Regions from separate parts of the Mus musculus genome. Here regions 2, 3, 4, 5, 6 and 7 are each linked to region 1. A link is a contact called in public HiChIP or PLAC-seq, capture Hi-C and promoter capture Hi-C data. All regions are on one chromosome and are shown on one strand. The core of a region is the stretch at or near the end of the contact, and the rest is flanking DNA. Distances in the headings are between cores, read along the strand shown.

Region 1 (4,035 bases), core at 825-3,324:
TCTGCATTGAGAGCTACTATGGATTATTTTCAACAGCACTGCACTGACAATCAAAGCAGGGACATTACCAGAGGACAAAGACGTTAACCTTTAAAAAACAATTGTATGTTTATGTGTGGTATATTCATGTGTACATGTTCATGTGCATGCATATATGGAGGCCAGAGGATGGTATCAGTTTTTCTTTACTGCTCATCACCCTATTTCTTTAAACTTGTGTGTGTATTTGTGTGTATGTATGTATATATATATATATATATATATATGTGTGTGTGTGTGTGTGTGTGTGTGAGGGTATGAGTGTATATGTGTATATGTATGTATGTGTGAGGGTGTGTGTGTGTGAGGGTGTGTATGTGTCTGTGTGAGGGTATGTGTGTATTTGTATATGTATATGTGTATGTGTGAGGATGTGTGTATGTGTGTGTGCCCACAGAGGCCAGAAGGTGTTGGATCCCCTGGAGCTGGAGTTACAGATAGTTTTGAGCTGCTAGACATGGTGCTGAAAACCAAACTCAGGTCCTCTGAAAACAAGTGCTCTCAACCACTGAGCCTTCTCCACCATATATATGCATATGTATGTATGTGTGTGTGTGTGTGTGTGTGTGTGTTTGAGACAGGGCTCCTCATCGATCCTGGAGCTCTCTGATTAGGTAAGACTGGCTGGCCAACAAGCCCCAAGGATTCTCCAGTTTCTGTCCCTTGCAGGTTCTAGTATAACATGCACAGTTGTAGCCAATGGCTTTTGTGTGGGTTTCTGGGGATTTGAATTCAGGTCCTTAGGCTTGAGCAACAAGTAAACTTACTCCCAAGTCCCAGCATCGATTTTTGAATCTTAACTTCATCATCTAGGGTAGCTTTGGAGGTGGGTGGGTGGGTTCCAGGTGGTCACAAGGAAAAAAAAAACCTTTGGTTTGAAACCAACTGGAAAGTTAGTCTCAAAACCCAAGAATTTCCTTTAGATTAGATTCTCTCTGGCATTTCCCATTTTGCTATGGTCTGTGATGGATCAAAGCAAGTTTGCTCTACTCGAGTCAGGACTTGTAGATAAATTTGTTTTTGTTCTGAAACAGGGTATCATTTAAGTCAGCCTGGCCTCAAACTCACTATGTACTTGAACACCTGGTCCTCTCATTTCTACCTCTCAAGTGCTCAAATTTAAAAATTAGAAGCATATAAACCACTACGATGGGTGATTTTTTTAAAAGATAGTTATTTTATATATATACGTATCACTTATACATATACATGTACATATATATATATATATATATATATATATATATATATATATATATATATGCATCACTTCTAAAATTAGGTCCCTTAGATGGCTGGATTTTCGAAATTAAAACACAAAGAAGAGGTTGGAGAGACGGTTCAGTAGTCAACAGCATTTGCTGCTCTTGCAGAGGACCTAGTCCAATTCTCATCAGTTATCAGTCCTCTGTAACTCCAGTCCCAGGGGATCTGATGCCCTCTTCTGGCCTCCATAGGCAACAGACACACATATGAAGGCAGAGTTGATATACCAACATCCATAAAATACTGCTTCTACTTTCCCGGTCTCCCCGCTCCCTCCCCCGCGCACCATGTATCTTCCCCTCGGTTTATTTACTTTGCCCTTGCCCCAACATCAGTTTTCACTCTCTCTGGTCTTCTTTCTGGTTTGTTAGGCTTTACCCACACTTACTCCCACGTATATCCATTACAGGTTAGGATATCTGCATTTGAGCGAGAAACACGCGGTCTTTGTCTTTCCGAGTGTGGGTCCCCTTGCTTATTATACTTTCCAGAGAAAAGTTTGCAGGTGTGAGATCTGAGCGTTTATGATGCCTACAGGGATAATATGGGAAGAACAGAGAACCAGACACAACCCACAGGGTCAAGGAGAAAGGTCCTTCCTACACAGGCAGCGCCGCACCACGCCGCGCCAGCACACCCCTGCTTGTCCTGCCCACTCGGGGCACACCCGCAGTGGATCAGCCAATCATTTCCTTTAGAGAAAAAAGGGGCGGGACAGCGAGAGCCCGCCCCCCTACAGAAACTTCCTGGTCACTGGGGCGGGACTTCCGTTGGCTCTTGTGTTACTTCCGGCTTGGGGGGAGGCTCTAGTGGCCGGCAGCGTCTGGGGACCGGCAGAGCGAGGTTACTATCCACGCTCCGAACGGCAATGCTGGGGGGCAGCTCCGTGGACGGCGAGCGCGACACGGACGACGACGCGGCGGGGGCGGTGGCCGCGCCTCCTGCCATCGACTTCCCCGCAGAGGTGTCGGACCCCAAGTATGATGGTGAGACAGGGATGGCTCGCGCAGTCCCACGGTTCGCTGTTCATATGAGTTCCTGCGCGCCAGTGGTCCCCGGTGGTCACCTAAGATCCTAGGCCGCCTCGGGGCTCGAACTCGGGCCCAGAGCTGTAGGGCACCGGGAGGTGGCGGGCAGGCTGTCAAGGGTTAGGTAAATATTTACTACAAGAGCGTCTACGCTCTACCCGTTTGTGGGCATTTGTATTTCTTGACTTCTGTTTTGCGCCACTTCCCCGAGGCCGCTTTTCGCTTCTTGTTTTTCTTCGCTGAGTGTAATCTTTGTTCACTGCTAGAATGAGATTAGATAAGTAAAGATTAGATAAGTAATGATTTCTTTTAGCGAGGTAGTACACGAACGCTCCAGTTTTCTTGAGGCTTTTGATACATGTAAATCAAATTGTGTAACGTAAGGCGCGTCGTCTTCAAAACATCGATTCTTATGTAGGTTAACGTTCTGGTATTTTACAGAAAGTGCAGTTGGTTGGTACCAGTTGCTTGAGCCGTTTTAAAACTGAAATTGTGCTCTCGATAGTGAATACACCGAGTCGTGGTGCACTCTTGTAACCCAGACGTATGGAAAGTGGAGGCAGGAGGATCGGGACTTGAAGGGCAAGCCTGAGCTTCATGTTGAGTTCCAGGGCAGTTTGAAGTACATACGACTCTATCTCGAACTAACAAAAAAGGATAATGACGGTGGAGCAGTGACAGAGAATGTTTTAGGATGAGTGAGATCCTGGGTTTATCTTCCAGCCCCCAAAACATACATCCAAGGAGGTTTTAGCTGTATACACAGAATGCTTATAAGGTTACAGTAAAGCTAGAAATGAGTATGTTGTAGTGGAGTTAGGAGTGTACACTAAATTCAGGGTTTTTTTTTTTTCTTCTCCATTTTCATTTTTAAATCCTGCCTGTAATAATTGACCACAATGAGAAATAAAAGTTGTTCATCGTGGTGACTCAGTAGGCTGTATAGAGGCTGGTTGTAAGATAACTTTTAAATGAATATGCAGATTTTCCCCACACGGCAAGTGGCATGTTACTGTAGCCCGTGAGCCGAGCAAGTGTGTGTCCTAGGAGAGGGCCCAGCTGTAAACATGCAGGTCCATCTCTTCTGTGACGCCGTGATAAGAGTGTCTGCACACCAAAGATTATTCCGGAAGGGAGTGAGCGAGGACAAACTTTCGAACTTCTGCCCTCTTCCTGTTAATACGGCTCTGCTTCCGTGGTGATGCCTCTTCTAAAGAGATGACGAGTATTCACCCACAGCTGATTCTTTGCCTTTAAACATAGAAAGGTCTGTGGAACGTTCAGTATCACTTTTAATGGGTGTAAGGCCAAGAGTTAGGTGATGTCTTACAGGTGGTCTGAATGCTTTGAAGAGATCATACTGCCAGTTCACGGTGGAGTCAGAAAAGTCAAAGCCTCAATGAGCAATCGCAGTTCGCTGTAGGAATTCTGCAGCAGACCGCAGTCTCGCTGCAGCAGACCGCAGTCTCGCTGCAGCAGACCGCAGTCTCGCTGCAGCAGACCGCAGTCTCGAAGCCAGTCTGTATTCCAAGACATTCGTTTTCTTTCATTAGTCACCAGGGTTGGTTTTGGTTTTTTTTTTTTTTTTTTTTTTTTTTTTTTTTTTTTTGAGACAGGGTTTCTCTGTGTAGCCCCGGCTGTCCGGGAACTCACTCTGTAGACCAGGCTGGCCTCGAACTCAGAAATCCACCTGCTTCTGCCT
Region 2 (4,035 bases), core at 1,001-3,500, 500 kb before region 1:
GGTGGAGGATTCAGCCAGTTAAGCTCTTGCCTTGCAAGCCCGACAACCTGAGAGAAAGCTCTGTAACAGCATAAGGACAAAAGAAGTAGGGGGCTAGACAGGCAGCTCAGTAGTTAGGGGCACTGGCTGCTCTCCCAGAGGACCCAAATTCGATTCCTAGCACCCACATGGTGGCTCACAACCATTTGTAACTCTAGTTGCAGGGATCGAAAGCCCGCTCCGCTTCCAGCCTCCACAGTGTGAGCAGCAGCATACAGGTGGTACACAGACACAACATCCCCACGCAAAACAGTTCCACATTAACAAATAATTTTACAAATTTAAGATGAAAAGGAGCCAAGGAAGCCAGGTGGCGGTGGCGCATACCTTTAATCCCAGCACTCGGGAGGCAGAGGCAGGCGGATTACTGAGTTCAAGGCCAGCCTGGTCTACACAGTGAGTTACAGGACAGCCAGTGCTACACAGAGAAACCCTGTCTCAAAAAAAGGTGACAGTAGTGACCCGACTTCACACAGCTGTCCTCAGGCCTCTCCAGATGTGCTGTGGCACAGGCAACCACACACACATCACACATGCACAGTAATACTAAAAGTAAGCTGGGTGTGATGGCATACACCTTTAATAGCAAATGCTAGGGAGGCAGAGACACCTGGTCTGGGTTGAGTTCAAGGCCAGCCTGGTCTACATTTTGAGATCCAGGACAGCCCAGGCTACATAATCAGAACCTGTTTCAAAATGAAACAAATCCTAATTTTACTACTTTGTGTACAAGAAGGCTACAATTCCAGAGCCAGACACGTGGACCCTATAATCCTCAAGAGACTCAGGTAGAAGGGTCATGAGGGTTGAATTCAGCTTGGGCTACATACCAAATTCTTTTTTCAAAAAAAAAAAGTCAATCAAAGAAACAAAAAAAATGTTTGCTCCATAAAAAAAACGGGACTGGGTGTAGCACCCAGGCAGGGATGATCGATGACATCACGCACGTGTAAAAGACCTCTACGAACATCCAAACTCTTGTTATCCTGTCTACGGAGACTGTGGGAGACGCTATTTCGAGAGCAGTACCTGGAGCCAGGAGGCCGCACATTCCAACACGGGGATCCGACACACGGCCACGGCCATGGAGACCAGCTTTCCCAACAAGCTCATTCGGCTGTCGTCGGCTTTGTTCCCTTGGGGGCTGAAAAGGGAGGAGAAAATGATCTGCCGCACAGAGTCCTTGCTTTGCTCCTGGAAGTAACTGCACATGATTTCAAGAAGCTGGAGCTCCTGGAGGGAATTCAGTCTCTGTAAAAACAAACCCGGAAGAGAAGCTGTGAGAAGAGGGCCTCCACCTGCCCCTTAGCTCCCACCCTAAGAGATTAGGGAAGTGGATGCTTAGAATCCCAGCGCACACGAGGCTGAGTCTAGCCGATAATGAGTTTCAGGCTGGCCCGAGATACATGGTACACAGAAAGACAGTGTTTGAAAAAGGAAAACAGATCTATTCTTTTTCCCAGGGTGTATTTTTTTCACCCTTCAGAAGCCTAAGCCCGGGGGGGCTTAACTCTATGAATAAGCAAAGGAAAAAACCCTGCATCTAGTTAAGCGACATCCCAGAGGGATGTTAAGTAGCCAGTTCACAAAGCCACCACCCCGGATCATTCATTGGTGGGCGACTGTCACACGCCTGCGAAACGGGCACGCGGCTGAGCAACGCCGCTGGACTGCAAGGCCGGGGGAGCGGAAAGAGGAGCGAGACCTCGGGGCGAGCTCCTGTCACCGAGCGAGGGCACGGCCGGGGCGGGCACCTTGGGCTGCGCGCCGCGCTCCTTGGGCACTTGGAACACGAACTCCTCCAGCAGCTCCACGGAGCCCTTGTCCACGATGGGCAACGGCGCGCTCTGCAGCTGGCTGCTGAAGTAGATGTCCAGGTGGTACAGCACCTCCTTGGCGGCGCTCAGCGCGTCGCGCCGCAGCAGCGAGTGGCGGATGTCGCTCATGGTGCGGCCGCCCTGTCCCCGCCGCGAGTCCTACTTCCGCCCGGAGACAAAGAGGCGCGACCGGCCTGGGCCCCGACGCGGGCAGGGTCGCGGCGCCCGCCCGCCTCTAACAGGCGCCAACCCGCTCAGGGGACCATCGTCGCCGCTGCCGCCGCCGCCACGGGCCAGCGAGTATCCTGGGGTCCGACTGCGGCGCCGCCCAGAGCCGCGGGAGCCGACGCCGCTCGGCCGAACCGGCGGCTGAATGGCGACGGCGGCCCGCAGGGGCCAAGCTCGGGCTGCGGCCGCGCGCTCTCGTGGGCGCCCCCTGGCGGTGAAGCCCGCACGGGCAAGCACGAGGCCCCGCCCCGCCGTCTTCGCAAGAGTTTCTCCGGCTTCAGAGGTGTTTGATTATCAGACACTCGGAGGTGTTCTGAGCCGGCACCACGCACCCAAGCCTTCTCATGCTCCCCTCCAACCAGGACGTGCTCTGATCGCCCCCGGGAGTGGGGCGACTACTAGGACAAATGATGCTTGTAAGCACCCCCACGCCCTGATCCTTCTGTTCCAGGGTCAGTGTTTCCAAATTCTCTCCTGACTCCTGGACCCTCTTAACTGCTATGCTCTAGCCCAGCCCAGGAGGACTATGGGAATCTTAGTACAAGGTTTAGCCCACGTGCTCCCTGTTCCTGAAAACCCTCCCACCCTACAACACTCCCACTCCCCAGCTCAAGATTTCTATACAATCTATGGGCGATGGTTTATTTACAATTTATACTAAACTAGCTGTTAATGAAGACTGGAGATTTTTTTTTTTCTTTTGGTTTTTCGAGTCAGGGGTACTCAGTGTAACCCTGGCTGTCCTGTAACTCACTGTGTAGACCAGGCTGGTCTCAAACTCAGAGATCCACGTTCCTCTGCCTCCTGAGTACTGTGATCAAAGGTGTGCACCACCACCGCCCATCGGGGAGTAGAGATTTTAAACAGAATGGAAAAGTCTTGCGTGTGGCTCACAAATACAATGACTAAGAGGCCTATGGCTGAGAGGATTTAGTTAAGATGATAAAGGGCCCCTGCCTGGGAAAGAACAGACCAGGGAGAGAGTGCAGCTGGGCACAGCCCAGAGACTCTCTTGTACATCAGGGAACAGACTTTATGGTCCTAGTTCAGGCGCCCAAGGGTGCAGTGAAAGAGGCAAAGGCCTCCTTGTCACCCAGAGCCTTGGACATCTCTTGACCCTTCTCACACTAGGACCTCAGAAGTTACTGGATCTAGCAGAATATAGGCAGGAGGGAAATCTGCCCTGGGAGACACGAGAACTCAGCAAGCCTAGCTTCCCATCTCTTTTTCCCCACTAAAGCCCACTCACGCCCACACAGCAGAAACCAACACAGACAATGATGAGAAAACAAATATCCATGTGTACAAATAGGTGTGCACTGTATTTAAAAGGCAGGGCACTTCCGCTCTATTTCTCCTTTTTCTTGTAACTGGGGGTAGCAGGTAGAAAGATCTCTCGAAGGTTGCTCCTAAACCCGTGGGAGTGAATGTTCTGGTGGATCCGGGGCTCAGCTGATGGGGACCAAGCCACCAGAGGCCAGCGCTGGCACCAGGCCCAGTCGCCTTTATACCATTCATTTGTGGTCTGGTTGGTGGCAGCCAGGTACAGAGCAAAGCACAAGTAGCCAGCCAGGAGCATGCTCAAAACGATGACAAAGCCCAGTAGGAAGACAATCCTTGGAAATGCCAGGAACAGATGCTGTGGGCAGAAAACCAGAGTGTTAGCAAATAGCCTTCAATGCCTGAGCACCAGCCCTGACCCTGTGGTGCAGACTCATCACTCAGCTGACCTTCTGCATCAGATCTGACCCACCAGGCAGTATATACAGCTGAAAAATGTGCCAATGCCCCAGCATTCATGAGGCCCCACACTCAAAATTCCCTATTTCTCTTTCTCTGTCTCTGTCTGTCTCCCTGTCTGTCTGTCACATGCATGTATTGCACAAGTGCAAGCACACAGATACACACACATATGCACTTCAGTTGCCTCAAATCTGACCCTTGGAACATA
Region 3 (4,035 bases), core at 1,129-3,628, 410 kb before region 1:
TGTCCCATGTGCAGGCTGCATCTGCTGCAGAATGCCTGCTTCTTGGCTTCTGTGGGCATAGCATACACATAGTGTGCACTTAAACACATCGAGGCAAACATTCATTCATGTAAAATATAAATAAATCTTAAAAAGAAAATCAAAGACCAGCCCTGGAACCATGTTTCACTTAATAAACCCAACCATCGGCTTAAATTGCCAGGGAGGGGGAATTTCCACCAATCACAGCAGACCTGACATGCAAATGTTGCTAATATTTGCACCAATCATAGCACTGCCTCATTTGCTCTACCAGCGGTTGCTTTGGTAGGCTACTAGACAAGTACCTCAGGCCTTAGTGGAAAGAACTGCAGGGTCATCCAGAGGTCACATAAACAAGTGATAACCAGAGGTCCAGCACCTTTTGAAACAATTTTTGCTGAGGCTGCACCATCAGGCATAGGAACAATTAACAGCCATCATGGGTCAGCAAGATGGCTCAATGGAGTAAGGGTACTTGTTGCCAAGTGTAATGAGCCAGGGCCCACATCACGGGAGGAGAGAATACAAGAATAAACACACACACACACACACACACACACACACACACACATGTCCAATAGCCATCTCCCCACCCCATCTCCCCAGCCCTTTGAGATAGGGTTTCTCTATGTAGCCCTGGCTGTACTAGAACTCAAGTCTATAAAACAGGCTGGCCTTGAACTCAGAGATCCACCTGACTCTGCCTTCTGAATGCAGGAATTAAAGACATGTGCTACAACCGCCCAGCATTATGTGGCTTTCTTAAGCTCTCTGTGGACTTCTGGTGCTAGTGTAAGTAGAGCCTGTCTGTCTGTCTGTCAGATAGTTCTCTCGCTCAGGCAGCCAGGGCTGCACATGAAGGCCCCAGCCCCAACATCTTTGCTAATTTAAGTTATTTATTTAATAACTTAAAAATTAAGTCGTTAACATTAATAGTAAGGAGCTGGCTAATCGGGGGCTGGGGATTGAACTCCAGACCTCATGTATGGCTAGTGACTGCTTTATTAACTGAGCCATCTCCAAGGTAACCCATGACGCATGGGTTAGTGCTTCAGCCCCATCTTCCCACCCTGCTCCATCATTTAAGCCTCCAAGTTTCTTCTTAAATGGCAAACAAGAAACACTGTAAATCCAGAAAGATTGCTGACACATGTCTGCGAGAAACACAGCCCAGATCTCCAGCACCCACATAAATGCTAGGCTGTGTTGAAGCCTGGGAGATAGAGACAGGGGATCCCTTCGGCAAGCTGGCCTGCTAGACTAGCCAAATCAGCAAGCTCTGGGTTCAAGTGTGATGCCTTGCTTCAATATATAAGGTGTAACAGGATCTAGAAGGTCCTAGAAATAGCTGGCCTCACAGCCTACACATGTGCACACACACGTGTGAACAGACATATAAAAGCAAAAAGAAAGAAGAGGAAGAGGAGGGAGAGGAAAGAAAAAGAAGTGGTGGGGTTGCTCAGCGGCTAAAGGGGCTTGTCACCAAGCCTGGAGATTTGAGCCTAGTCCCAGGAACCAACAAGATGGAAGGAGAGAACTGGGCCTGACTGGATGTGCCCACACAGTCCACAAATAAATTTTTATTTTTATTTTTATTGTTTCAGGGGTGTGTGTGTGTGTGTGTGTGTGTGTGCGCGCGCACACACATGAAGGCACCCTCAGAGGTGAGAGGTGTCAGATAGAACTGGAGTTCCAGGCTGTTGTGAGTCTGCAGTTGTGGGTGCTGGGACTCGAAATCAGGTCTATTAGAAGAACAGCAATTGCTCTTATCCACTGGGCCAGCTCTCCATCCCTAATACAAAATTTTAATGTAATTTTAAATAAAAATTAATAGATTTTGACAGATTTCTTATGACTTATTTTTATTATTATTTAAAATGTGTGTGTTAGTTTGTGTGTGGGTGTGTGCATGGGCGTGCAGGTGCTCTCAAAGGCCAGAAGCAATGAATTCCCTGGAGTTGGTGTTAAAGGTGATGTAAGCTCCCCGAGGTTAGGAGCTGGGCATCGAACTTCGGTCCTATACAAGAGAAGCTGGAGTTCTTAATCACAGAAATTTTAATCTTGCTTTCTACCCTCGCAATGCCTCTGAGATAGGTATTTCTGCTATCTTAGTAGGGAATGGAAAAAAAAACAAGACAATACTCACAACTGAGTGGCATTTCAAAAACTTAGAGAAGGAAATCGCTGGCACCTAGGCGGAAACCCTGGAGACGGAAATTGCGGAGGACTCTGGGTCCTCAGTTGACCGTCCACGCGGGATGTAAAGTCCGGCTGCTCACCGACGCTGGGCCTTTAAGGGGCGTGGCGGGGGCGTGGCCCCAGCGGTCGCCCGCTCTCCCAGGCTGCCCCGCGCGCGCGACGGCAGTTCGGCCACGTCCCTGGCCACGTCGCGCCCGCTCCCGCCATCTTTCGCCGCTTCCTCTCTCCGGGGCTGCTGTCGCCGCGTCCCGAGTCGCTGCCTAGCTCCGGTGCCGCTGTGCCGCGCCGACCGCCGCCGCCATGAACATCTTCCGGCTGACTGGGGACCTGTCCCACCTGGCGGCCATCGTCATCCTACTGCTGAAGATCTGGAAGACGCGCTCCTGTGCTGGTGAGCGGCCGCCGGGGCGAGGCGCGCGGGGCAGGAGCGCGCGCGTTTGGCCCATTCGACCGACCCATTCGGCTCTCGGTCGTTCCGGAGGCTTTGTGCCGGGCTTGCGATGGCCAGACACACCCATCTCGGCCTGCTCGGCGGGCAACGAAACCCCTCCGAGTGTGCACACGGGCTGGGGTGTCCGTCGCAGCTCTGGGCCCCCCAGTTCTGCGCTTGGTCCGCTCGCGAACTTGATCCGTCCTGGCTCAGCGAGCGCTGGCGTAACTGCCCCCGCGTCCTGCTGCATCTGAAAAGTTTAGCACGGGATCTGTGGGGCTCTAGTGGGCGTGTCCCTCTCCATGGGACTTTTGGGGGGCGCCTCTGAGTCCCCAGGAATCAATGGGAGACTTGCTCGAGGAGGATGGATAGGACCACAGACTAGCTGGGCCTGACGTGGCAGCCAGGCCACCCGCGAAGGTGGGGCTGGCTGGAGGAAGAGGGGCATCCTGCTATTCATTCTGTTATCTTCAAGGACAAGCAGAGGATGGGATGTGGGGGCAGGATGGTGTCAGGTCTGGCCTGTGCTTACAGTTGATGAGGCTACAACTCAAGCCTTGGGGTTCGGGATCTCATGCGTCATAAAAAGAGATGTGGATCTTTTAAGTGAGTTGCTTGGCATAGTTTTCATGTTACTCTGAGAAGCAAGCTAGTTTTTCATCCTTGAGTGTGGCCGTCTAATAACTGGTTCTCTTAAACTGCCAGCGCTGGGTACCACAGAGGCCTCTGTTCTCGGCTAGTATCCTTGCTCCACGTCACCATTGAGTTGGCGCTGTACCTCCCTCAAACTACATTGCAGAGAGGCAGTAGAGTGAACTTTCCTCACATAATAGCTGTGGACTTCTGCCTTTCGTTAAATATTAGGAATCTTACAAGTTTTAGATAAGTTCTTGGTGAGTGTGATGGTGCTTGCCTGTAATCCCAGCACTCGAGAGGTGGTAACCTGAGGTTCAGGAATTCAAAATGAGAATGGACTACATGCTGGTCCTGTCTCCAAAAACACCCCCTGCTCCCCAAAAACCCATTAATTAATTGATTGATTAAATAAATATATTCTTAAAATACTGTCCTTAATGCTATGTCCCCAAATGAAATAACTTTGTAAACTCAAATTTAATTTTTTTCAGAGACAGCAGAAAATAGAAGTCCTAAAGGCCCTGGGTGATGGAGACGCCACCTATCTGGTTTATTAATAACACCTCATCTAAAGTAGCACCGCCCCTTTGACTCTGCTCTCTGAAGGTCTCATCTCTCCCTGGAACATAGTTGAGATCCAGGAAGTAAGCACAACCCAAAAGACCTTTGCCCGATCGAAGTGGACGTCACAAAGTCCTTGTACTGAACCAGGGGATCTGACTGGGAGGTGAACTGGGAGCCCAGTGTGG
Region 4 (4,035 bases), core at 718-3,217, 410 kb after region 1:
ATATCTTTGTTTCGCAGAAGCGAAGGGAGAGAGAGAGAACATATCCCATAGAAGCAATCTCTGCTTTACCATGAACCTCTGAAAACAAATGTAACGTGGCCCTTCCGTCATTGGGTTCAAAAGGCTCACCACCACAAAAGCCACCTGCTGTTCTGGGTCAGTTTATTCACAGATCCTTTCAGAGACCAAAAAATAGCCTGATGTAGGGGCCTGTGCCTGTAATCTCAGCACCTGTAAGGTCAAAGCAGGGTTGCTCCAAGTCCAGGCCAGACTGGCCTACGTAGTCAGCCCTTCTCTCAAAACAAAAACAAAAACCCACAAAGAGGTATGGGAAGATGGCTCAGTTGGTAAAGTGCTTGCATTGTAAGAAGGAGGACCCAAGTTTAACCCATGTTTTTTGTTGTTGTTTTTCTTTTTAAGTGAGTATGGGGGCATGGTCAGCTACATGGCTGATCGGGTGAAGATAGTGGCTGCGGAGCTGATCAACCTAAGTTCGGTCCCTGGGATCCACCTGATGGAAGGAGAGCACACATTCCAGCAAGCTGTCTTCTTATCTCCACCCATGAGCCACGCACGCATGCGTGTGCGCACACACGCAAAACACACACACTAAACTGTAAAAATACTTGTAAGTGAGCCACAATGGCACTTGCTTATAACCCTAGAGCTGAAGAGGTGGATGGATCCCTGGGGTTTCCTGGTTGGTTAGCCTAGCCTAATTAGTGGGCCCCGGGCTAGTGAGAAATCCCAGCTTTAAAAAAACAAAGTGGATGGTGCAGGTTGACCTCTGACTTCCACAGCCGCTTGTGCATCTGCACACACAAAGAAATTAAAAACAAAAACAACAGCAACAACAAGAAAACAGGGCTGGAGAAATGGCTCAGTGGTTAAGAGCACTGACTGCTCTTCCGAAGGTCCTGAATTCAAAATCCCAGCAACCACATGGTGGCTCACAACCATCTGTACAGCTACAGTGTACTCATATACATAAAAACAAACAAACAAACAAACAAACAAACAAAAAGCAGAGCAAGCAGTGGGCAGTAGATGCTCTTGAGGCCACAACACAGCACACAGAAGCCACAAAACGTTTACTTCTGCGGAATCTGTCTTCAGGCTGCAAGACTTCTTCTGGTTTTTCTATTACACCCTCACTCCTGTCTGATGTGCACTGGCTATTAAAGTTGTTTCCTGGCTGCCAAGCGCAGGGACCACTCCAAGGTGATGTTAGGGTTAAAAAAGAAGACAGGAAATATCAGAGCTTGTATGGGAGTGGGGGCCCTTCCTGGAGAGTAAATAGAGTCGGGCCCAGCCCCAGCCGGCAGGAAGCGACCTGGCTTTGATCCCAGTTCCTGCACTTGGGCGACAGGTGGGTCCCCTGCACTGTCACCAGGAGCATATGTCGGAGCTGTAGGGCTGTGACCATCTGCCTACACTAATCCTAAAGCAAGCAGATTTGCTCCCAACGTCAAGGGAGAAGAAAGGCTACAGACAGGCTCCTGGATGTTCCATTTCTCTAAAATCATGCAGGCTCGGCGATCGGCGTCTTCAAATCTCTGCAGTCCTAAGGCTGCAAAGGCTGCAATGGGGGTCATGCTATGAAGCGGGTTCACGAGCAGACATTTAGGGGTTCCAAAGCAGGGGTAGGGGTGGTGCCCTGTAGGTGTGCAGCAGAGAACACAAGTACAGTCCCCTCTCCCTCCCTCGATCGTCCCAGTTAACGCAGCCAATGGAGGAGAGGGATCGGAAAACTGGGAGCACCTCTGCTCTGTGCCACCCAAATAACATCGATCGGAGTCTCCACGGCCCTTGTCACCGATGTTACGGGGACATCGCGCCGCACTTACCTGTGCCCACGCCCGGTGGGGCGGGTTCCCAGCGGAGGCTTCTGTACTCCTCGGTTTTAGCTACAGTCCGGCCCTCCCCCGGCCTCAGGCTAGAGGGCGGGCCGGAAGCAATAATCAACTCAGCGTTGATCGGCCAGATTCGGAGTGACGCAACTGCCTGGAAGCTCACGATTGGCTGCTGCGCTCAGCCGCAATTTCTCCGGCTCGGGGTGGCGCGCGTGCGCACTCTCGAGGTCGCGCCGGGTCCCGCTAGCCAGCGGCGCTCTGTGCTAGTCGGGAGGAAAGGAGCGGGTTGCTACGTCCCCTCTCAGGACTCCGCGGGTCCCAGCGCGTCCTCACATGCCTGCTTCCTGCGCTCCAACCTTCTCCGGCACGTCCCTCCTTCTTGCCTGAAGCACTTCTCGTCTACACCGGCCTGCACCGCTCCCGAAGCGGAGTCAGGTTTTTTCAGGGTTGGATTTCTTTAGTTGACACAGGAGTCTGTTTTCCAGCCTTCATAAGAAAGGATAGTCGTCATTTCTAATTCTTCATTTCTTGTTTAAAGATTTATTTATTCTTATGTGCCTTGTGCAGTTTGCCTTCTTTTGCCTGCATTCATGTCCGTGTGACGTTGTCAGATCCCCTGGTACTGGAGTCACAGTTGTGAGCTCCCATGTGGATGCTGGGTATTGACACCGGGTCCCCGGGTTAGTGCTCTTAACTGCTGAGCCATCTCTCTAGCCTCTTATTAACTTTTTAGTTTTTAAAAAAATATTTATTTGTATGTGTGTTCCTGTGTGCACGTGCGCAATGCGCTAGGTGCAGAGATCAGAGGACAGCTTTCTAAAGTTGGTTTTTTTCCTACCACCGTGTGGGTCCCAGGGTTCGAACTCAGTACTTCAGGCTTCTCAGCCTTTACCTACTGAGCCACCTCACCGGTAAATTCTGTATTATTTTTTTTAATTAGTGTGTTTTAGATTTTGATTTGTTTATGTGTGAGAGTATAAGCAGATGTATGTGTTGTGTGTAGGGGTGTGTGTACCTGTATATAACCCACACAGGCCTGAAGAGGGCATCCACCGGGTGCTCTCTGCTGCTATTCTGCCTGTTCTGAGGCAAGGTTGCCTACTGTCTTCATTAGGCTGGAATCCAGCAACCCCCTGACACCCCCTGGTTTCTGCTCACCTTGGGGTTAAGGTTAAGTCATTTGCAGGGACACCTGGTGTGTTAAGAGGACGCTGGATCTGATTCTGGTCCTCACTGCAGAGCAGGTGTTCTTAATGTCTGAGCCATCTCTCCAGCCCCTCGTTAGTTTTAGGGGGTCTTTTTTTTTTCTCTCCTTACAACATTTATTTAGTGTATGTGTGTCTGTCTCTCTGTCTTTGGTCAGAGGACAACTTATTGGAATTGGTTGTCTAGTTCTATTGTGAAGCGAGAATCCATATTCAATTGAGTTCAGGTTTTCAGGTGAGTGTCTTTACCCTCTGAGCCATCTTGCTGACTTGCCTGGTTGGTTGGTTGGTTTGACACAGGGTCTCACTGAATTACTCAAGCTGGGATGGAATTCACGATGTAGCTCAGGTTAGCCTTGAACTTGCAACCTTCCTTCCTCAGCCTCCTGAGTGCCGAGATTCTAGGCTGTATCATGACACTTGATGTTTTGCTATATCTGGGGTGAAGGAAGGTGTGTGGTACGAGCATGCTGTTTGGTCTTTGCTTGCAGTGCTGGGGATCGAAGCGGGGCCTTGCCCGTGTTCTGTCACCTAGCTCTTCTCCCTTCTTAGCTTTTCTGTCTAATCAGGTTTGGGTCACTTGGCCATCACTGTGCATTGCCTAATGAAGAGTTCCAGAAATGGTTTAGAAAAAATACAGGGCTCACCAGCCTCTCCCAGAATTGACAGAGCCACTTTGCCTTCCCCACCAGGATGGGCTGGACTCTTGAAGTATGAGCCAAACTACAGCCTTCCGCTCTGGCCTCTAGATGGTCACACGCCCTTGTATATACGTGACAACACGCAAACCACACAGAACAAATAAAACTGAAATCAGAAGTGTGTCTGTCCCTCTCTCCTTGCCGGGGGTGGGGGGGGGGTGGGGGGGGGGGGAGGACACTGCCTACAGATGCTAGTTCATCAACGGATGTAAATGTAAGCAAGATGCCCTGAAGTGAAAAGGGAATTTTAGTTTTGTTGTTTTGAGACAGGATTTC
Region 5 (4,035 bases), core at 906-3,405, 350 kb before region 1:
TTTCTCCCCAAACTGCCAACTTCCAACCCTAATACCTAATCTCAAGTTTTCTGTGCCTTTGTCTCCCTTTGGTTCAACTCAGGACTCTGTAGTGGTTTCTGATTTTTTTTTTTTTAAGGTATATGGCTTTTGTGCTCCCAAGCTGGTGTTGTTCTGTCTCCTATGCTTGTCTGTTAGGGACATTTTCCTATTGGAAAAAGAATGGTGCGAGCTCAGCACTGAGGCCCTGGTGTGGTTAGCCCAGGGTTTGAGCCCTAGCTGCAGCCAGCAAGGCAGCGTTCGTACCAATTGTAGGCTCCAGACATGAGGTGTGGGCGGCTGGGGGAGAGAGAGTTGGGCTTGGTGGCCTGGTTTCCCAAGCCTGTGATACCCAGATCAGATCTCTATGCCAATAAGAAATGTTCATTGGAAATCCAGCCACTGTGTTTAGGGCTGTGTCCCAGCATGCAGTTGGGCCTTGTGCTGAGAGGGAGTCTCAGATAGTTTGGTTCTATGCCCAGTATCAGGTTTGTCAAAATGTAGTACAAGCAATTTGAGCTTATCCCCAACTAGCTTACAAATAAATGAGACTCAGACTATAGTTATTTTATTTGGCTTTGACAATTACTAGGAGGTAACCCCTAATCTACTCTTTTAACTACTGGCCTGGCTACCTTCCCAGCAGTGTACCCCAGATTCTTGCTGTTTCTTCTGACTGTGTGCTCATGGCTCCTCTCTCCTCTTTGCAGCTTCTTCCCCTCACTTCCCCCTCCCTTTCCTGTTCTTCCTCTTCCTCCCTCCCCCAAAACCAGGTCACTCCAAACCTAGGTTACCTCTAATTCCTCCAGCAATTGACTGTAGCCAATTTTATTTAATCAGTAGTTTTAAATCAAGGAACAAGGTTTGCACAACAAAAATTTGTAAGTAGAAGACCTAGACCTGTGGGTGTAGAATTTAGCATGACAACACCAAATCTCAACAACCCTCAATTTCTAACCCTTTTGTCTCCACCTCCCAACACCTGTCCCACCACTTCTGGTTTACACAGTAGCTAGGATTGGAAACCAAGGCTTTGTGCATGCCAGGCACAGTACTCTGCCAACTTAGTTACATCCCCATCCTCAGGATGGACATTTTCACAAATCCCGCATCTTCTCAGCTAATTATAAGTCCAGATCTTAAAACTAAACCCCTTGCCTGACACCATCTCTGTTGATCAGCTTGTCTGGCAGCAGGCAGACTTGGGCCAGGGAGTGATTAAGCACCATAAAGAAACCAGAGTTAGGAAAAGGGCTAAGGAGACGGCTCAGGAGTTAAAGCACTTGCTATACTAGTGTGAGGACTAAAGTTCAGATTCCCAGAAACTCAGGAAAGTGCAGGATGGGTGTGGTAGCACACCTGTTATTACAGCCTGGTACGGGGGAAATCAGAAGATCTCCGCAGCAAGCTGGCTCGCAGGACCAGCCGGCTCACCGAGCTTTGTGTTTGATTGAGAGAACCTGCCTCAGCAAGGTGGAAGAGCTGGGTACAGTTCTTGATAACATCCTCAGACCCCCACATGCATGAGCACATGTATACAGGCACCTACATACGTGCGCCCCACCACACATGCAAAAACACGCGCACACACACATGCACACCACCGACACTAAAAATCTGGGGAGCTAAAATGTGTGTGGGAGTACAGCAGGTAGATGATGAGGGAACACAGACACTAATTAGAGGCTTTTGATGTAAGACTCCGCTAGAAAAGTCTCTGGAAAGGATTAACATGCACTTTACGCCGAAGCACAGACTTGCAAGTCTTAGACATAATTTAGACCAGGTCTGATGGTTCTCCTCGGTCACCAGGGGGACCGTGGGGAAGAATGGGAACTAGCATTAGTGAGACCAGGCAGGGGAAGGGATGAAGATGGATAAAGCACGGTGTGTGTGGAGAGAGAGAGAAGAGGAATGGAGGTGCTAAAAGGCGTACAGTAAAGTCATCCCAAGCTAGAAAGATTCAGAGACCCAGACCTACGTCCTAGCTTCACTATTCATAGGCGCGGCTCTCTAGGGAGAGCATTCTCTCCAGATCTTTTTAAATCCTCAGTCTATTAAACAGAAATGACCACACCGGAATGGACTTCATACGCCACCGACCGGCACTTAACAGCCAGCAGCTGACTTCCGGGTCAGGGGACCTGGGAAGGAGGCAAAGACAGCAAAGTGCGCGTCTCTTGTGGGCGCGCTCCGGACTCGGGCCGGAGGCGCATGCGCGGGTCTTTACGTAGGCTTGCGCCTTGGCGCTGCTGGGGACCCCCTCCAGACACGCGCGGAGTCAGAAGGGTGCGCGCGGCTTAGGCGGCGCGGTGGGAGGTGCGCCATGCCGGGGATGGTGCTGTTCGGCCGGCGCTGGTCTCTAGCCAGCGACGACTTGGTGTTCCCCGGGTCTTTTGAGCTGTTCCTGCGTGTGCTGTGGTAAGTGAGGCCGCCGTGAGGGTGGGAGGCGCGCTGGTTAAGGCGACAAAAGTCGTGCCTTCTTGGTGCTTAAGGGGCAACCGCGCCCCCGGAGCACAATCTGTCTGCACCTAGGATATAGAGGCAGTCGCTCTGTGTATTTGACAGGGTCCGGGACCTTCAGCTCTGCAGGGTAGGAGCCGAGCCCTAGGGTGCAGCGCCGAGCCCTAGCCTCGAGAGCGTGAGGGAAATGTGAGCATCTAAAAACCATAGCCCCCAGGTCTCTCCTTCCTGAAGCCCGCGGCTCCGGAACTTTGGATCACACCTGTCCTTTTTCTTGCTGGGAGGGTATCAAAGTCCCTGTCAATGCAAAACAATAATCTGGGAAATAGCAATTTCGGAGCAATTCATAGAAACCAGGATAATAGGCCGGTTTTGCAAAATGCAGCTAGGCTCAGTGGGAAACGGCACCGGTGGGTGAAGTCAGCCCCTGGCACGCCTGCCGACGAGGAATAACGTTCTTAGAAAAAAAGCATTCTCAAGAGGTAAAGGAATAGGAGCAGCAAAGCCCTTTCTAGACAGGCCGGGTTTTTCTCAGATCGTTTTTAGTCTGAAACTCCTGACACGGAGCTCTGGTGTTTGGACAGAAAAAGTTATCTAGGGGCTGAAGGTGTAACAGTTCCTTTTGGTAGAGTACTCACCTAACATGAAGGAGGCCCTTGTGTGCACGGGATCCCCAGCACCACACAGAACTGATAGTGGCGGCTCTCACCTGTAAATCCCAGGACTAGGGGGTGGTGTAAGAGCATCTGCGGAGAGCATCTGCGGTTCACAGTCATCCTTGGATATACAGTGAGTCATAGGGGAGTTGCACAAGACCCTCCCTCAAAAAAAAAAAAAAAAAAGAGGTGCGGGGGGAGGGGTGGTACGGGGACAGAAAAGTTATCTAGACCAATCTTACCTTTATTTTTTCCCCTCTAGTGCTTGAGCCCGGGCTTCACGTATGCTAGGCTTTGAGTTAAATCCTCCCCACCTCAGATGACACCTCTTAGGGCTTTGGAATGTCAATCTTTAATTGGACCATCTTGGGCAGCAGGGGAGCTCAGATGGGTAAAGGTGCTTGCCGCCAAGCCTGATGACCTAAATTGTTATCTCCGGGACCCACATGGTAGGAGGAGAACTGGCTCCTTTAAGTTGCTCTCTGACCTCCCTCCGAAGGTGTGGGATGGCATAGTCTTCCTCAAATAAATAGATATAGTTTTTTAAAAAGGTGGACGTTCTTGCTAAGCGGGTCTGTTTGCTGCTGAAGTCCCTCCAGGGGGATTCAGTGGCTCCATTCCCTCTGGAGATTCATGCTATCGTTGTTCACCGCCGAGTTACAAAATACAGTCAAGAGGCCATAGGACTTCTCCTTTTGTGTTTATTTGTATCTACCCTGATACGTTATTTTCATAATTTGCTTCCTGCTTGCTTGGTTTTGAATTACAGTTGGCTACAATGTGTGTTTACTGAACGTTAAAGTACACACACATACATACAAATCCTGATATTAATTCAGCAAGTGTAAGTTCGTTTAGCAACCACGTGATTCTAAGTCACGGTGGGTGTTTTCCTGGG
Region 6 (4,035 bases), core at 990-3,489, 290 kb before region 1:
CAGCAATTTACCTTTTTAAAAAGTAATTGTCTTGAGATGTCTTTCAATGTACTTTTTCATAGTCATCCCTACTTCCTTCCAACTCCACCCCAGCCCTAAAAACTCACCTAGTCCAATCTGTGCTGCCCATCCATAGACTCAACAGTGTGAGGCCTCACACTGGGGCTAGTTTCCCTCAAGGACCACATCCATAGAGAACACTGACTGGCTCACCCCTAGAAGCATCAAGGGCCCATCTCGACTCAGCCTAGGCCCTCTCTGCCCTGGGCTAGGATCTTATACAGCTGCTGCTGAGTTCACAAGTGGAATCTAGAAAATACTGTTTCCGCTGGGTGTCCCTGACCTCTGACTCTTATAATCTCTCTTCCTCCCCTTGGTCCCTAAGCTCTGGGAGGAAAAGAGGATGGTGACAGAGCAATTTAACTTATTAAAACACTAGGAATGTGGTAGTATTCCCCAGCCCACAAACTGCTGGTGAAACATTTTTAACTTTTCAAGGAAAGTTCAGGTAAGTTTTAAACGTTCCCCAGCAAGGTGCTATGTTATAGTTCAACCGCAATACAAAAAGAGAGACAGACAGACAGACCCAGCCATCTTGCCTTCACTTAAAGCAGACCTGTGGCTCATACCTGTAAGCCCAACGCCTATGTCCATGTCCTCCTAACAGGAGAATCATGGAGTTGGGACCAAGGCAGTCAGAAACTAGGATTTACACAAAAAGACCCCGGCCCCACAATACAACATCTTCACTATCAAACTAAGTGCCCCAAGTGACAAAGCTTTCTTTTAGGAGGTGAAAGGAAAGCACCATTGACATTCCTACTCAATGAAATTCCAGTGTGTCGTTAAATACATTGAACCGTATCCATGAGACTTCCTGTCTCCGAGACAAATCCCACAGACAGACATGTTAGCAGAAAAATAAAGTTCTCTGACCGTCTGGCTGACTTAGTTACAGGGACGATCCCAAAGTCTAATGTAGAGTTCTGTAAATACGCTGAACAATCGCTCATAAATCCACGGGCTCATAAACCCATGGGCGGCGAGTGCTCACTGCAAGTGTGGAAGGCATTAAGCAAGTTTGGCAACGTACTCGACTGAACTAGAAAGTGGACCAGTTGCACTCTGCGTTTGAGGAAACGGGTGGTAAATCTCCAAGCTTCCTCGTTAACACGAACCTACACAAGCTACGCTGAGACGCGCGATTTTGCTCCGATTACACTGAGATTCTTGTTTCTACCGAAGGGGTGGGGGGAACGGGACGGACTGCATAAGACCAGTCTTGTCTCCCTCAAGGGCCTGAAACCATCACGGTCAATCACGAAAAGAATTGCCTCGAGTCACAGGGAGCTGGATCTGCTACATCCATATCTAATGCCTTCAGAGAAGGTTTGTTTGTTTTTAATAACCACACTTCGTTCAATGGACAGTCTTCATCACACTCCTTCAGCTAGCATCCCAGTAACTTTCTCGGCGTAAGTGTGAAAATGAATATTTTTATAAACACCCTGTCAAGTCGAAGCAACCGAGCCCTTTCCCAAGTTCCAGGTCACCCAAGTGACTGGTGCAAACATGCATCGACCAGGGCCGGCCGACTTGGAGGCCGTTACCTATCCCAGTTCTCGGGGGGGGGGGTGCGAGGGGGTACCCTGAGTAAATGAAGAAACTATACGTCCCTTTCTCAAAAGACAAAAATTTTTTTTAAAAATGTTTCAAGAAAAATTCTTCAAACCAGCCTCGCCTACGTGCCAAGTCGAGTAGGGCGACGGGCGGCGTCCGGCCCGGGAAGAAGGCAGGAGGGTGGAGTTCACTTTTCCCTCCGGCCGGCTCGCCCAGGCCCTCCCCCAACCAGAATCCGGAACCAGGCCCGGGAGGGTGGGAGGCTCGCGCCCCCCAGAAGGCCGGGCGCGCGCTCTACGCCAGCTCGAGGCTTTTCGGGCCTGCGGGGGCCCCCGATGGCGCTGCGCGCGGCACCGGGTCCGGAGCGCCAGGCGCGGCCGTGCACTCACCCGTCTCCCACCACCACACACTTGATGGCCTGCATCTGGGCCGCTCGGTGGGCCGCGGCGGCGGCGGCGGCGGCCGGTGGCTGAGGCGCGAAGCGGCGGGCTCGGGAAGCGCTGGGCGAGGCTGCGGGCGGCGGGGCGCCGAGTGCCGGGACTGCTGTCCACGCCGCCGGGCCCTCAGCGCACGGGAAGGCGAAGCGCAGCAGCAGCCACCACCCAAAGCTGGGGAAAACTGCAGAGAAACAGGAAATGGCCGCTCCACTCACATCCGGCCTCCCCTCCCCCTCGGTGCCGTCGACGCAGCTCCCAGGCTCCGGGCGGGGCCGCTCCCGCCCGCCCGCGCGCCCGCCCGCGCCGTTCCTGGCTTCCACGGGCTTTCGGGAAAGCTCGGCAACAGTCGGCTCCAGCCGGAGAACGGGCTCGGCGGCCGCGGGGCGGGGCGGCCGCCATCTTGGCACGCTAAAGCGTCCCGGTTGTGACCAGGTTTAGGAAGCCCTCTGAATCCTGGGGTTACGGGTTCGGGTCAGTGGTAGGGTCCCGTTCGCTCGCAACCTACTTGTGCCAACTCCATGGAGAGATTCCTGAGCCCCCTTGTTATGTGATAACTACAGTATGCTGTAGCGTAAGATCCTGCTAGAAAATTCTGTATAGCTCGTGCCACAGTGAGATCCAGTCTCAAAAAAGAAACTGCTAGGGATGTAGCCAAGTCAGAATGTTTGCCGGCATGTACAGCCTGGGGCTCCATCCCTAGCACATCACAGCCTGCCCTGGTGGCTCACCTGTAATCCCAGCACTTGGTGGGCGGAAGCAGTAGAATCCTGGGGATCAACCTCAAGTCCAACCTCTGGATATGCAACTCAATTGGTAGAGTGCTTCCCCGAGCAGATACAGATATGAAACCCTAGGATTGAACCTCACGACGGTATGAAACAGATGTGGTATATATCAGGTAGTGCATACCTGGAATCCCAGCTCTGGACTGGAGGTAGCAGAAACATCTGAAGTTTGACCTCTGGCTATGTAGCGTCCAGCGTTAACCTGACCTACCATGAGACTTTCTCAATAGGGGTGGGGGGTGGGGAGGGAGCACTAAATAAACAAAAATATAAGGAAAAAAAAACATACATACCATTAAAATAATAAACAGAAGGATAAAGGTCAGAAGAATTCTTTTAAAGATTGCTGATATGATAGGGTAAGCATATAATTCATTCACAAATAAGGTAGCCTATTAGAAGACAAGAACATTAAAGATATTTTTGGTTATCTGTGGTGTGTGTGTGTGTGCATGTTTTCATGTGTGGGCACATGTGTGGTGCACATGTGTATAGAAGACCAAGGTTGACACTGGGTGTATTCAGTTGCTGTTCACCTTATATATATTGAAGTAAGATCTCTCATTGAACACAAAACTGGCCAATTCCAGTTAATCTAGCCAACCAGCTTGCCCTGGAGATCCCATCTTTATCTTCCGGAGTTACAGGTGAGTCACCGTACCCTCCTAGTATACTAGTTTCTGGATTGGAGCTCTGTTCCTCACACTTGCCTGGCAAGTTCCCTCCTCCTGGAGCTTAAGAGGCCAAGCTGCTCTTCCAGTAGACTGGAGTTAGGTTCCCAGCACCTGAATCACATGGCTTACAGCCACCTGTAATTCCAGCTCCAGAGCGATCCAACACCTTTGGCCCCCTGAGACACCTGCATTCATTCACGTGTGTGCACGTGAGCACAGACACAAAATCTAAAATATTTTTTTAAAGAAAAGAAACCAGACCAGGAATTCCAGCCATCCTAATATCCTAACAGTAAAAAAATAAAACAAACAAACAAAAAATAGAAACAAAACAAAAAATTTAAGGGAAGCATCTGTGGAACTATTCCACGAGAATTTCCCAGACCTGGAGGATAAACCATTTACAGATAGATAATGCCCACAGGGAAGGAAATCTGCCCCACTGCACTGTACAAACTTGTAAAACTTCAGAACCATGTGAACACATAAGACCCTTCTGGCTTCCAAAGAGAAAACAAA
Region 7 (4,035 bases), core at 575-3,074, 270 kb before region 1:
TAGTCACGGCCATACATTTTGGGTGGGGGCCACTGAGTTAAGGTTACTGGGAACTTATCTTCCAGGGGCTGGAATCAGAGACAAACAGCTTAGCGTGTAGCAAGATGGGTACCTGGCATAAAATGGAGTTCTTATAGAACCCAGGACTACCAGCCCAGGGATGGCACCACCCACAAGGGGACCTCCCCCCCCTCCTTGATCACTAATTGGGAAAATGCCCCACAGCTGGAACTTATGGAGGCATTTCCCCAACTGAAGCTCCTTTCTCTGAGATAACTCCACCTTGTGTCAAGTTGACACACAAAACCAGCCAGTACAAAAGTCACATTTTATTTAGTTTATGTGTTTGTGTGTGTGTATACATGCATGTAACACAGCAGGCTGGAGGAGATGGGAAGATGTGTTTTTTGATTTCTACTGCTGTGCTAAACACTATTACCAAAAACAAGGTGGGGAGAAAAGAATTTATTTGCCTTTGCCTTATATTTCTTTTCTTTTCTTAACAGGGTTTCTCTGTGTAGCTTTGGCTGTTCTGGATCTCAGTCTAAAAACTGGACTGACCTCGAACTCACAGAGATCTGCCTGCCTCTGTCTACTGAGTACTGGGGTTAAAAGCATGCACCATCACCACCACGGACCACCAGGTTTACCTTGTTTTCTTACATGTGTGAGTCGTAGAGTGGGGTTGCTGCGTTGCGTCCTGGCGCCCTCTAATGGTGAAGCTGAGGATAACAGGGAACGTGGCGTGGCAGCGCTAACCTGTTGCTATTCCAGTTTCAGGAGGCTGCTGCTGAGTTGATATCACCCTTTATGGCCTGGACCCTCTCACACCCATCACCAAACAAGAAGATGCCGTACAGAATCGCTTACAGGTCAACCTGATGGAGGCAGTTTTTCAATTGAGGTTCCTTTTTCCAGCATAACTCTAGGAATTAGATAACTCTAGACGAGGTTCTCAGCCTTCCAATGCGCGACCCCCTTAATACAGTTCTTCGTGTGGTGACCACCAACCATAAAATTATTTCACAACGACTTTATAACTTTAGTTTTGCTAATTTTACGAATCGTAATGTAAATATCTGATATACAGGTGGTCTTAGGCTAACCACTGTGAAAGGATCGTTCGGTCTCCAGAGAGGTCGCGACCCACTGGTTGAGAACTGCTGGTCTATCTTGTGTCACGTTAACAAAAATAAATGAGCAGCATAGAAGGCAACACCCTAGAGTCACTTGTGTTCTTCCACCATGAGGGTCTCAGGAATTGAACTCAGATCCTCTGGAGCAATGGGAAGTGCATTTTACCTACTTCACCATTTTGCTGGTCTCACTGTAACCATTTTTAGGAATATGTGTGTTATAAAGTACCTGTGGCCATACCCAGGCATCATCTCTTTTCTGTTATATTTTAAAGATTGATTTTTATTTGGATGTGGTGTGTGTGCGAATGAGTGCAGATGCCCAGGAAGGTCAGATATTGGCTCTCCTGGAGCCAGCTACAGGTGGATTTTGAGCCACCTAGTGTGGGTACGGGAAACTGAACTGAGGGTCCTCTGGAGGAGCAGCCAGCCTTGAGTTCATGTTTTTCCTGCTTCAGTCTCTTGAGTGCTGGAATATTAACAGGCTAGCGCCACCACGCCACTTTCCCTGTGTCGTTATTCTCAACTCTTCACCATTAGAGGACGCCAGATGCAACGCAGCCAACCCTAGTCTCCAACTCATGCGCACTTCACTTGCAGGAAAGCCGCCCGAGGGGCGGGGCGGCCCGGGGCGGGGCGGGAGGCGGAGTCTGCTGCCTGCGCAGGCGCGGGCCGGCTTTGTGACGTCAGGCCGCGCGGCCCGGCCGGGAATCCAGGTGGTAGCTGGTGGAGTCGCCTCCGGAGAGTGACGCGCAGACTCGGCTCCCCCGCGGCCCGCCCTCCTGCCGGCCTCGCCGCGGTCTCCCTTGCTCCCTGAGATCGCTGAGCGCTGAGCAGCGGCCCGGGAGAGGAGGCCTTGGGCGACGGGGCGCGGAGAGGGAGGGCGGGCGGGCAGTGGGGGCGCCGCGGATCTCTATATGGCGACGGCTCTGTCGGGTCTGGCTGTCCGGCTGTCGCGCTCGGCCGCCGCCCGCTCCTATGGGGTCTTCTGCAAGGGGCTGACCCGCACGCTGCTCATCTTCTTTGACTTGGCTTGGCGGCTGCGCATCAACTTTCCTTACCTCTACATCGTGGCTTCCATGATGCTCAACGTGCGCCTGCAGGTAGGTGAGCCGCGCCCTCCGCATCCCTGCCCACCTGGCTCGGCGGGATGCAGGTGCTAAGGGGCTCATGCTATCAGCCTGAGGCTGAGTGTGAACCAAACACCGCGTCCCTCCCACCCCCGTTACCCTACTCTGCATAGAGGATGCTTCAGAAGGTAGGTTCCCACATCTGGGGGTGGGGTCCAAGGAAAGATGACAGGAAGGTCCCTTAGGACGCTTTGTCCTCAAAAATGACAAATTGTTGGCGATCCTGTAGCTGCGAGTTCCTTTGTGAATTCTGGTTCCCCAAACTTTGTGACGGTATATTATATTATCCTTGTACTGTAGGTTGAAAGTTAATGGTGTCTTGACCAATGTTTTCGGTATCTTCTGACCAGGGATTAGAAATGGCGATAGGGATGAAGATGAGAGAGAAAGAGGGAAAACAGATTTAGAGGCCTGCAACAGTTTAGACGTGGACTAACAGCATGCCTGCATCAGCATTCTGGAGGCCTCATTTGCTGAAAATGACTGACATTTCTCTATCTTGAATTTACAAAATGCTTTTTTTTCTAGCGGAGAGGTCTTACGGACCTGAGTGTTCTGTCTCAAAATGTAAGAAAGGCTGCATAGTGAACTTGGATTCTGTTTACACACCTTGGAGTGTCACAGGCTGTGTTGGAAGGAAGGACTTGGCTCCACCCCTGGGAAGCATGTAATCTGACAGAGGTTTTTTGTTGTTGTTTTTGTTTTGTTTTTGGTTTTTTGTGGTTCTGGAAATGAACCCGGTGGGTGCATTGGTTTGCCAGCCCTAACCCCAGCCTTACTGTGCTTATGTTGTTCCCTGGTGTGCAGAGGCGCCAGTTCAGTATAGTGCTACCTAGTTTTTCTGCAGTTGGGTCAAGTTGGAGTGTAATGGACTTGGTGTGTGTAAATGGTCCATGACACAGACCACATGAAATCGGAAGCCAAATATGTTGATCAAAATTGGTTAAAAGGAGTTAAGAAAAACCAAATTTGAGGTCCATATCAGAATCTCTTTACTTTTTTGGGGGGGGGGTGGGGAGGTGTTGTGTGTGTACCACCCTGGTTATGAGGTGCTGCCGGGATCAACTCGGGACTTTGTGAATGTTAGACAAGCATGAGCAGGGCTTGTAGCATCTTAAGTGATATCAGGCCATGGGGCAGAACCGTCAAGCCTTTACAGCAGGTGCCACAAATGAGTGGAGTGCTGGGTGTGGGAAGTGAGATCAACCAGAAAGCCTGTGTTCCTGCCAATTACCTACCTGTAGAAACATGGCTCCAGTGTCTCTGCCAGATCTGGTAACCACCTCCGAGAGAAATCAGACTTGAGAAATCAGACTTCCTGATTTGTGAACATCAAGTTAGCTCAGAGTTTTCAAAAAGGAAACAAAACAAAACAAAAAACAAAAACAAAAACAAAAAACCTTTGGTGATGAAGCAAAAGTTGTCTGCAGTCTGTGTTGGACCCATCCAGTCCCACTTTGGAATCTGGTGTCCAGTTTTACATATGATTTGTATTTGGCTAGAAAATTACATGAGGGCTGCAGAGATGGCTCAGTGGTTAAGAGCATTGACTGCTCTTTTGAAGGTCATGAGTTCAAATCCCAGCAACCACATGGTAGCTCACAACCAACCGTAATGAGAAACAAATAAAAAAACCTATGGGCCAGAGCAAGTGGGGGCCGGAGTGAGGAGGAGAAAGTGAAGGGGGGGGGGAAAGAAGAAAGGAAAGAAAGAGAGAAAGAAAGAAAATTACATGAAAGACTACAAGAGCTTACTTAATACAAAATGTT

What was found. HiChIP or PLAC-seq counts read pairs in DNA pulled down with a chosen protein or histone mark. Capture Hi-C pulls out chosen DNA fragments and counts their contacts.
Region 2: a contact with region 1 is called in an H3K4me3 HiChIP or PLAC-seq map of bone marrow-derived macrophages, with 7 times the contacts expected there. The contact joins the promoter of E130309D02Rik here to the promoter of Eif2ak1 in region 1. A contact is called at or near these places in 1 of 39 promoter capture datasets (embryonic stem cells), 7 of 115 datasets of contacts at active chromatin or transcription factors (the SCID.adh cell line, astrocytes, bone marrow-derived macrophages and 3 more) and 2 of 9 other capture datasets (adipose tissue and macrophages).
Region 3: a promoter capture Hi-C map of liver shows a contact between it and region 1, with 2.5 times the contacts expected there. The contact joins the promoter of Kdelr2 here to the promoter of Eif2ak1 in region 1. A contact is called at or near these places in 11 of 115 datasets of contacts at active chromatin or transcription factors (the 230-238 cell line, the SCID.adh cell line, bone marrow-derived macrophages and 4 more) and 4 of 9 other capture datasets (adipose tissue, liver, macrophages and 1 more).
Region 4: a contact with region 1 is called in an HNF4G HiChIP or PLAC-seq map of pancreatic cancer cells. The contact joins the promoter of Tecpr1 here to the promoter of Eif2ak1 in region 1. A contact is called at or near these places in 2 of 115 datasets of contacts at active chromatin or transcription factors (the SCID.adh cell line and pancreatic cancer cells).
Region 5: a contact with region 1 is called in a capture Hi-C map of embryonic stem cells, with 4 times the contacts expected there. The contact joins the promoter of Daglb here to the promoter of Eif2ak1 in region 1. A contact is called at or near these places in 2 of 39 promoter capture datasets (both in embryonic stem cells), 9 of 115 datasets of contacts at active chromatin or transcription factors (the 230-238 cell line, the SCID.adh cell line, bone marrow-derived macrophages and 3 more) and 2 of 9 other capture datasets (embryonic stem cells and liver).
Region 6: an H3K4me3 HiChIP or PLAC-seq map of embryonic stem cells shows a contact between it and region 1, with 16 read pairs. The contact joins the promoter of Rac1 here to the promoter of Eif2ak1 in region 1. A contact is called at or near these places in 1 of 39 promoter capture datasets (embryonic stem cells), 12 of 115 datasets of contacts at active chromatin or transcription factors (the 230-238 cell line, the SCID.adh cell line, embryonic limb bud and 7 more) and 3 of 9 other capture datasets (adipose tissue, liver and pancreatic islet).
Region 7: an H3K4me3 HiChIP or PLAC-seq map of the SCID.adh cell line shows a contact between it and region 1, with 21 read pairs. The contact joins the promoter of Fam220a here to the promoter of Eif2ak1 in region 1. A contact is called at or near these places in 3 of 39 promoter capture datasets (embryonic stem cells, erythroid cells and macrophages), 7 of 15 datasets of contacts at CTCF or cohesin (CD8 T cells, the G1E-ER4 cell line, embryonic stem cells and 3 more), 6 of 484 Hi-C or Micro-C datasets (bone marrow-derived macrophages, embryonic stem cells, liver and 2 more), 36 of 115 datasets of contacts at active chromatin or transcription factors (the 230-238 cell line, CD8 T cells, DN3 thymocytes and 23 more) and 4 of 9 other capture datasets (adipose tissue, liver, macrophages and 1 more).

Annotation. Positions count from the first base shown.
Region 1 is chr5:143,815,718-143,819,752 of GRCm38.p6, forward strand. It overlaps Eif2ak1 (eukaryotic translation initiation factor 2 alpha kinase 1), which reads left to right and starts at 2,075. Exons shown (of 15, transcript NM_013557.2): 1 at 2,075-2,291. The coding sequence starts at 2,174.
Region 2 is chr5:143,313,110-143,317,144 of GRCm38.p6, forward strand. E130309D02Rik (RIKEN cDNA E130309D02 gene) reads right to left here and starts at 2,251. Exons shown (of 6, transcript NM_172726.4): 1 at 1,794-2,251; 2 at 1,069-1,290. The coding sequence starts at 1,985. Zdhhc4 (zinc finger, DHHC domain containing 4) reads right to left here. Exons shown (of 8, transcript NM_028379.5): 8 at 3,380-3,723. The coding sequence ends at 3,433.
Region 3 is chr5:143,401,442-143,405,476 of GRCm38.p6, forward strand. It overlaps Kdelr2 (KDEL (Lys-Asp-Glu-Leu) endoplasmic reticulum protein retention receptor 2), which reads left to right and starts at 2,379. Exons shown (of 5, transcript NM_025841.4): 1 at 2,379-2,611. The coding sequence starts at 2,521. It overlaps Gm20635 (a long non-coding RNA gene), which reads right to left and starts at 2,301. Exons shown (of 3, transcript XR_868670.2): 1 at 2,168-2,301.
Region 4 is chr5:144,221,648-144,225,682 of GRCm38.p6, forward strand. It overlaps Tecpr1 (tectonin beta-propeller repeat containing 1), which reads right to left and starts at 1,968. Exons shown (of 25, transcript NM_027410.2): 1 at 1,848-1,968.
Region 5 is chr5:143,462,338-143,466,372 of GRCm38.p6, forward strand. It overlaps Daglb (diacylglycerol lipase, beta), which reads left to right and starts at 2,156. Exons shown (of 15, transcript NM_144915.3): 1 at 2,156-2,439. The coding sequence starts at 2,345.
Region 6 is chr5:143,525,754-143,529,788 of GRCm38.p6, forward strand. It overlaps Rac1 (Rac family small GTPase 1), which reads right to left and starts at 2,240. Exons shown (of 6, transcript NM_009007.2): 1 at 2,010-2,240. The coding sequence starts at 2,044.
Region 7 is chr5:143,546,896-143,550,930 of GRCm38.p6, forward strand. It overlaps Fam220a (family with sequence similarity 220, member A), which reads left to right and starts at 1,825. Exons shown (of 2, transcript NM_133703.5): 1 at 1,825-2,239.